Linked DNA regions of Pan troglodytes: region 2 is linked to region 1. A link is a contact called in public Hi-C data. All regions are on one chromosome and are shown on one strand. The core of a region is the stretch at or near the end of the contact, and the rest is flanking DNA. Distances in the headings are between cores, read along the strand shown.

The links. A called contact is a pair of places that touch in the nucleus more often than the background predicts.
Region 2: a Hi-C map of induced pluripotent stem cells shows a contact between it and region 1, with 2.4 times the contacts expected there. The contact joins the enhancer-like site here to the promoter of THSD7A in region 1. A contact is called at or near these places in 2 of 7 Hi-C or Micro-C datasets (induced pluripotent stem cells and stem cell-derived neural progenitor cells) and 1 of 1 datasets of contacts at active chromatin or transcription factors (stem cell-derived excitatory neurons).

What each region holds. Positions count from the first base shown.
Region 1 is chr6:17,638,855-17,643,514 of NHGRI_mPanTro3-v2.0_pri, forward strand. THSD7A (thrombospondin type 1 domain containing 7A) reads right to left here and starts at 2,843. Exons shown (of 28, transcript XM_527669.7): 1 at 2,351-2,843. The coding sequence starts at 2,528.
Region 2 is chr6:18,154,936-18,159,444 of NHGRI_mPanTro3-v2.0_pri, forward strand. It overlaps VWDE (von Willebrand factor D and EGF domains), which reads right to left. Exons shown (of 30, transcript XR_010158797.1): 30 at 3,355-3,667. Among named protein-coding and RNA genes, the nearest start is that of VWDE, 79 kb to the right of the region's middle. Within about 2 kb of position 1,731, at least 2 of the 24 cell types and tissues checked have an H3K27ac peak or open chromatin away from gene starts, as enhancers often do. A contact at or near this core is called in induced pluripotent stem cells, where this site is marked.

The sequences.
Region 1 (4,660 bases), core at 1,593-4,092:
AGCCAAGAACCAAAGTCATTAATGTCTTTACCAAAGTTCTACAGCATGTTAGTAACATACACAGTTTGAGCTCCTGTCCCAGATCTTCATCCAGTGTAACAACTTTCACTACATCATTTTAATTCAATAATAATCTCACCATTAATATGATTCTCTATAATCCTCTGTACCAAGACCAAGCTTACCCTATTGGAATAGATATTCTGGAGTATCTCACCTCTTTTCTCTTCCAATTCCCTTCTTGACTCTTTATTTTCATCAAGTGATACACACATAGTGATTCTGTAACTTCTAAATTTTCATTTATGGTGTATCTTTTTTCTTTAAATATTCTCTACTTCTTTTGAGAACTACGTTGAACTCCTTTACAGATATATTAAAGTCTCCTTTCCCTTTGGTAAAAAAAATAATAAAGAAGTCATTATTTTGCTTTCCAATTGAATGAACTATTTTTTTTTTTTACCAAACCAAGGATCACCATTCAAGAAATATCTTTAACATCCTCATCATACTAGCTTACATTTGCATACAGCTTTGAAGTTTACCAATCACTTTCTCATAACTCATGTGATTTTCACACACTGCAGATAGGCAGAAGAAGGTGTCATCACATTTACATGCAGTTGAGAAAACTAAGGGTCAAAAGTTAAGTGAACTGCCAAAATTCCTATAGCTAGCAAGAGCTAGGACTGGCACTGGAATCAAGGTCTCCATATCATTGTTTCTGAGAGCTTCCCACTATTTTAAACTGTTTATTGGCTTGTGTTCCTACCATGACATTTATGATGACATATATTGACACCTCAGATGCTGTACAGTGAATGTTGGCTGGGCTCTTTTCCATCTGAATTATTGCTTGGCTCTTGTTACTTTGCTAGTATAAATTTCAACTAGGCAATTACTATTTCATCCTACACTGACTTACCTAAGAAGCTCTCCCCAAGCATCCATATGATACCATTTAATGGTAAATTATAATTTGATTAATGTTTGTCATTATGAATGTGCCTTTAACAAGTAAAACCCTAGCTTACGCTAAATTAGAGATCTTCAAATCTTTGTTTCAAATTGAAATAAATTAATTTTATTTCATTTGAATTCATTACTCAACTGATCTTCAAACTTAAGGTGTTAGCAAGAATAATCTTGCTTTTTAAAATGTGTATATGTTTCATGTAATCTTCTAAGACAAATTGTGTACTTTGACCTTAAATAAATTTCTGTTTAATCTCCTCACTAAATTTCTGGATAGCTGCAACTTCTTTAAAAATTCCAGATATCGATAGTGATGCAATTGTAGAGTAGATTGAGCTGTCTCTTCAGTAGTGGTGCAGAGATGGGCTGAAGCAGGAAAAGACACCCACTCCCTGAAACTTGTTTGCAACCCCATGACGAATACATACTTTCCCTTTCAACTACAACATTCTCTTAATGTTTGGCATGACCAAGTTATTCTTAAATTACCCCCTAGCTCTAAGCAACAGGAATAATCTTTTCCCATTTTATTCCTATGAACATGTGAAGTTTCAGGTCCGCTAAGGAATTCTCAATGTTTTTCTAATGCAGAGAGAAAGCGAGCCCGCAGAAAAGGGGCTGGTAATTCCTCACTCCGTATTGTTTTCCTGCCTGTCACAGCCCCCGCCAGAAACTCCAAGCATTTTGCCAGTGGGTAATGATGGGCAGTTAGTAGCTGCTTTTGTTGGGTGGTTGAAAAACAAAGCAAAACAATTCTCAAGGAAGGAAGAGAAAGTTTGAACCCAGACATCCTAAAAGTTGTACACTTTAAAAATCCTCCGACTCGCTAGTTAATAATTGAGTTTTCAGTCTTTCCTGAAGGCTCACTGGAGCCCCATTTGCCTTTAATTGTCGGAACCGCCCTCACTTGGCTTGTTTCTGAGGTGTCCCACATATCACAAAGCTAAAGTTAACAAATTCAACTCTATATCCACAAATGTCATGACAGTGAGCATATTGCTTTGCCTGAAGAATAAAGACTGAGACTAAACTCTTTGCTTGTTCTTTGCTAGAAATCTGTTTGAGAAACTCCTAGTAGAATGAAAATCCAGGGGTTAAAAATAATGCACTTCATTATGGAAGTGCGCGTTGCCCTCATTACAGAGCTGCGAGAGAAATATTCCAGCTACTCACTGTTGCCTCTTAGTTGTTATGCTTTTCTTTCCGAATTGCATCGGACATGACCTATTTGCTTCCTAAGAAATCATACTTTTTACCTTAGGATACCAGCATAACCAAGCCATCCAAAAGCACCGGGGTCCCTACAGAAGCCCACCAGCTCCTTAATGTGGCCCCAGATGTGAAGATGGGGAAAGGGTAACTCCGTCCCACTTACCAGTCTTCCACAGATAGAGGGTGGGCGCCTCCGCCTCGCCCTGCGCCGCAGCCCTGCCGGCGCCCGGGCGTAGCAGCAGCAGCAGGAGCAGCGGCAGCGGCAGCAGCTGCAGGACGCCCCGGCGCGGCCCCGCAGCGCCCCGGCTCCCGGACGCCCAGCGCCTGGCTTGCAGCCCCATGCCGCCTGCAGCCACTCCAGGGTCCAGAGCCGTAGCACGCTCGGCAGGGAATTTTTCTCCGCTCTTGGAACGTCTTTTCGAAGAGTACAGAAAGCAAAGCTCTTTCCTGCTATTGTTCGCTTCAGATGAGAAGGAGGGAGAGCGCGTCTAACACCAGGGAACAATAGCGTCCGCGGTGGTGGCCGTGGCCGCTGCCGCCGCCGCCGCCGCCTCTGGCGGGGATGCTGCTGCCGCTGCCATTCCTCGCAGAATGGCAGGTCCCGGCGGCTCCGGAGGCAACTGTCCTCAGGGGGCCCCAGCTGACTGAGCAGGTCTGCTAGGTCTGGGAGGCAGCGCAACCCCCGCCAGCTGGAGGGGGAGGAGGGGGGCGTGAGCCCAAAGGAGCAGAGGGGGCTGGAGGCAGAGGGAGGCGAGAGCGCGAGGGCGAGAAAGGGGGCGAGCAAAGGGGAGAGGGGCCAGCCAGGCGACACCCAGCTCCGACATACCCGCCTAAAGAACTCCTGTGCACATGGTGCGATGAAATATGTTTGGAAGGATGCACCAATAAAAAGAATCATCACCCGGCAGATTTCAGAATGACAAACAGCAGGCATTGATATTCACTGTCATCCAAGGAGTCAAATGCTAGATCTAGTGGCATGCTATTCTTAGTACGTATTTACACAAAGCATCAGTGTTTATTATCTATTTTTAAGCCATGGCTTCTGAATTACTTTGTGTGGGGAGCAGTATTTGAGATCAGGTGTGAAAACACGAGAGCAGAAATGTTTACTTGTCAAAATGCACTTAAACACTTCTTTAAATGTTGTTTTTAACTTAATCTATTATCAATAAAAATATGAGCAATATTGATGCTCTGTGACAAATTAAATTGCCTTTTAATAGCCTTTAAAACTGAATTAGTATTAATGAGTATTTGCAATGCTACCTAATTACATAAATACAATTGTACAAAAAAAAAAAACCCTTAAAATTAAAATTATATTTCAGGTATAGAGTTCTGTCCCTTCATCTACTTCTTTCTCTCAAAAATATGCTACTTCTAAGTATTCTGATAGTTGTGAGTCAAATTGAAGGCCAAACTGAGTCAGTAATGCTGTCTGGATATCTTGGAATTAGTAAATTCTTCATTTAAAATTTCCCTGACATCAATTTTTCTTAACTCTTACTGTAGCAAAATGCCTGTCACAATCTAAATAAGGAACTGCATGTGTTTGCATCTTTTGTCCTTTGTGTTTTCACTTTCTTCTACCAGTAGTAATAGAAGAATGTGTGTGAAGTCAGATAATGCTTTCCCCTTTCTCCTTCTCCCTTTAGCTAATAATAATATCTTTTATTATTAATTCATTTCACAGTAAAGCTAAAATAGTAGGCATTTAACCATTAAAAATTCGGCAAACGGAAAGCCAAAGAAAACTATTATCCCATCAGCAATTTTCAGCCAAATAAAATAAAATTTTAAAAGCAGGAAAACTACTTTTTATGAATTTACTCCAACATAGCTACCCTAGAGTTTAAGATGAGGAAGCTACTCTTTCTGAAAGAGGAAACCTTCCATAAGGCTCCCTTGGGACCCCTGTCATTTTGCAAAGCCTTCCAGACACAGCCCTTCTGCATGCATTAGATTAAAAGCGGGTTTGATCAAATAATTCCCAGGTCCTGCCTGTTTAAGTATTCTGACATCAGAGGAAATTAGCTACGTTGAAGGTTGCAAATTTGGTCTTTGTTTACTTTCCACTCTGTTAGGCCTCTAAGAAGGAATTAAAAGCTCAGAGAGCCCTAGCGCTGTGAGTCTGTGATTAGGAGAGATAAGCTAGTGTGGCTTACTATTTCTTCACTCGTGAAAAACAGGCAACAATCAAAAGATTATAGGTTGATAAGGAATAAAAAGGAAGCCTGATCTTAACTAATGTATGGTTCCCTGAAGGATCACTTCTTTTGACAGTTACACCACAGAAGGAAATGGGACCTGCTATTGCTTCCTGGGTTCTGTCGTTTCAGGAAAATTTCCATGTCCGCTCCACAAGGAATCATTTTCCCATCCTTTCTGCTTGTATTTCCCAGCTACTGTTAGTGCCCTAAACCTTGAAATCCTCTAACTCTGGCACAGGAAGGATTTCAAACTGGACATA
Region 2 (4,509 bases), core at 481-2,980, 510 kb after region 1:
CTTACACAAACTTAGGTGGTATAGCCTACTACACCTGCGCTGTATGGTACAGCCTACTGCTCCTAGGCTACAAATCTTTACAACATGTTACTGTATTCAAATACTGTAGGTAATTGTAGCACAATGGTAAGTATTTGTAGATCTAAACATGGAAAAGGTACAGAAAAATATGGTAATATAGTCTCAGGGGACTACCATCATATATACAGTTTGTGATTAGCTGAAACGTCATTCATTATGTGGTGCATGACTGCATTAGTTTAGGTATCTCAGAAAAAGTCTTTAAGCAATTATTACTTTTCAACCATAAAAAGTTTATATTGAAAATCAATTTAATAAGACTATTGATAAAATTGCTATGTGGTTGTGATATTTTGAAATATATATTTGGTTTTCATCCCATTCCTAATATATACTCCTAAAATCCTTATAATGTCCAAAGTGATAAGAGTCTTTTTGTATGCTAATGAGTTGACCAATGGCTGGGGACTCCTGGATAGCCAGGTCATAGGAGGCCGGTCATAGGAAAGACCAAGATAGCTTTAAGCATTTCAGCCCTGCCCCTCCAACCTCCAGGGAAGGCGAGAGGCTGAAGGTTAAGTCAATCACCAATGGATAATGATTCAATCAATCATGCCTACGTAATGAAGTCACCATAAAAGCCCAAGGACAACGTTCAGATGAGCTTTCAGATAGCTGAATACACAGAGGTTCCTGGAGAGGGCATAGAACCTCTGCACCCCTTCCCACATGCTTTGCCCTACACATCTCTTCACCTGTGTCCTTTGTAACATCCTTTATAATAAAGCAGTAAATGTGTTTCACTGTGTTCTGTGAGCCGTTCTAGCAAATTAATCAAGCCTGAGAGGAGGAGATAGTGGGAACTCTAATTTATAGCTGGCCAGTCAGAAGCACAGGTAAAACAACCTCGGGCATGTGATTGGCATCTGAAGGGGTAAGTCTGAGGAATTGGGGGACAGTGCCCTCAACCTGTGGCATCTGATGCTACTACAGGTAGATAGTGTCAGAACTGCATTGAATTAAGAGGACATCCAGCTGGTGTTTGCTGCAGAATTGATTAGTTATTGGGGAGAACTCCCCCACAAACTTCTTGGTGACCAGATGTCACAGAAGCCTTCTGTGTTGATCGTTGTGTTGTGAGAATATACTGGGAAGAAACTGAATTTGTTTTCTTCTCATACAATTGTATATTAAGCAAAGTTGTCAAACTGATATAAAAATGTATCTATTTTCATAGTATTTTAATTCCAATTACTAAGTTTAAAAAGTATTCGTTTGTATCTACAATGCTATTTTCACAAAAGCTGAAGAATATTTGTACAATACTCTTATTTTCACAAAAGCTGAAGAATTTAAGTATACACTAAGTGTTAACATTTATTTTGCATTTATATTTCTGAATTTCTGGTAACATAAAACATAGTGAAGCATCTTATTGTTGATGAAAAGAGTCAAACTGTGTAAAATATTTGAAGATATTTATTCGGAGCAAAATGAGTCATCATGGCCTGTGACATGGCCCCAGGAGATGCTGAGAACATGTGCCCAAGGATGTTGGGCTACAGCTGGGTTTTATATGTTTTAGGGAGACATAATAGGTGGATTCAAGAATTTTCTGATTGGCAATTGGTTTATCTAAAGACCCAGAATCAACAGAAGGGAGTGTCTGGGTTAAAATAAGGGGTTGTGGAGACCAGGGGGTTCTTACTATGCAGATGAGGCTTCCAGGTAGGAGGCTTCAGAGAGAAGAGATTGCAAATGTTTCCTATCAGGCTTAAAAAGGTGCCAAACTCTTAGTTTATTCTCTCCTGGATCAGGAAAAAGACCTGGAAAGGGGTGGGATTCTCTACAGAATGCAGATTTTCCCCAAAAGAGACAGCTTTGCAGGGACATTTCAAAATATGTCAAAAAATGTATTTTAGGGTAAAATAATTTCTTTCAGGGCCTGTTATCTGTCATGTTGCTATCTTATTGCTACAAAAAGTCTGCTTTGTTATTCTTAAGGTCTCTGTTTTGATGTTAATGCTGATGGGTTGTGCCTGAATTCCAAAGGGATGAGGGTATAATGGGGCATGTCCGACCATCCATTCCCATGATATCCTGAACCAATGTTTCAGGTTTACTTTGGAATTCAATTACTCGAGAAGAGTTCTTTCCATTGTTTGGGAGGCTTTGAATTTTATTTTTGGTTTATATTATGTTCTCCTAAGTAATCTATTAAAACTACCTTTTAGTAAATATAAAATGATAAATTAAAAACTCTTTAATTCTGACATTGGATGTTAATACTTAAAGAGTCCTTAGCATATGTAGCAATACTTTTATTCTGATTGCGTCTTACTTTATCTTACAGGTTAGATATGGCTTAGGAATGCTCAATCTTTCTACTTAAAAGAAAAAAAATGAGCCTTTGTAAATGTATATGATTTAAGATGGTCGTGTTCAAATTAAAATAACTTGTTTTCTGAAAGTCAAATGAAATGTCTGAGGTAAAATATGAGATAGCAGGAAAAAGGAAACTTTATAACCCCAGGTAACTTGCAATTATTTGGGTCGCTGAGGCAAATCTTTTAATTATATGTGTATTCCTTGTTGTTGTTACCCACTTCCCCAACTATTCATGTATTGTAATTTAACTTTGTTTTTATTAAGCATCCAGATACACTTTTCTTGTGATATCTGTAGAAGGATTTGGTTTTGTGATCATCTCTCTCGATTCATATACCAAAATGGATCATGGTACAGAAGAAATGGAAAGATGGAAGAGCAATCAGATGCAGACCTTTTAGCATGCCTGGTGTTTGTTTTCTCACTTTTGGGCCCAGGACGCCACTGCCACTTTTTGTAAGGCTGGGAATTACATTTTTCAGAAGCCACTTACCTGTGTGGTTCTGGGTCAGAGTTTGCCAATGAGAAAAATTTGCTGGAGAGTCAGAAGAAGGAAATGAAGAGGAAGCCATCAGTCTTTTCAGAGGTGTTTGCAGCTTGATGCTTGGAAAGATGAAATTCACAGTGGCTTTCTAGCAAAATTTTGAGAATAATCCACTTTGCCTGAGACAGTTGGTGGTAGTTTTTAAAGATTCTCAAGTATTATAGCAGCTCCGGGAAAGCCTCTGAAAAGAACCTGCTTGGAGCTTTGGGCTAACGTCTTCATTATTACCTACTCTGATCAGCGGTGGCTTTCCTAACCTCTAGCTCCCAACCCTCATTCCCCATTCTTCAAATACTTACTTCTGTGAGCCCCTCGTTCTGCATTAAGCATCATCTATTAGGATGATATCAAGTGGCTTCCATTAGGCTGACTGACTCCTAATGATGCAGACATAGTCACAGTTAGGGCTGAGAAAATATTCAGTTTATTAAATATTGTGAATGGGTGGAATATCAGATACATCATCTCAATATGTAAATATCCTATCCCATCTCAACATCAAATTTAGATTACCTGGATTTCTTCTTTGCTTTTCTCTATGATTACAACAGAGATCATTATGTATTTTATTAGTTTCTTCAGTCTTTAAGATATTTTTTGAATGATGTTCAAATAAACTCCAAGTTATCTCCAACTTTTTCTGAACAAAATATTTCCATTCTTAAGATACAGGCTTGTAATTCATATAGTTGATGCTACTGAATGGCGTCTTATCTGTAGTAGGAAGAAGGAAATTGTGTTTCAATGAATAGTATAAAATCATTTAACCCTTACTCATTATTTGTTGCCTCCTTCCCTCCGACATGATACGTAAAGCTCTTTTGGTTCTGTTTGCCACTAGACTCAATACTGTTTTCATAAAATTGAAATCAAATCAAGATCATACTTAAGGTCCAAGCAGTCATAACCAAATGGAGCTTGCATACTAGGTGATTCCATCGTGGCAAAATGTTACACTTTAGAAACATCCATGCCCAATAAAACTAATTAACGTTTTGATATCTCTCAGGAAAAAACCAATGATACTCATAACACATTGCAGTGTTTCTCTGAAGTGTCTTTCCCCATCCTTTTCTTTCTCCACCTCTTTCTATTCCTCTATTGGATGTAATTAGTTACAAACTCTTGCATAGTGCTTGTTATGTCCCAGGCACCACTCTAGGTACTTCACATATATTAACATATTTAATCCTCACAATAAGCCTAAGATTAGGTGCTACTATTAATGCCATATTGCAGATGAGAAAACTGAGACTGAGGGGGTTAAACTTGCCTGAAATCACAGAGCAAATAAGTGGCAGGGTCAGAGTGAGTGCACTCAGCCACAAGCAGGAGGTTATGATGCTTCTCAAAGCCTTTTATCAACCCACCCTCTTTAGCACCTTTTTCTTCCTTTGCTTATTTTCCCTTTCTCTGTGTTTCTTGTCTCTAGCCAGTAATTCTTTTTCATAGAAATTCTAGCAATCCAATCAGTAAGCTCCATTTCTTTTTTTTACCCACTATCTCAGGTTGCCTGAGGAAAAGCCAGGAGGTAGTTAGCCAGCCTGAACCCTCCT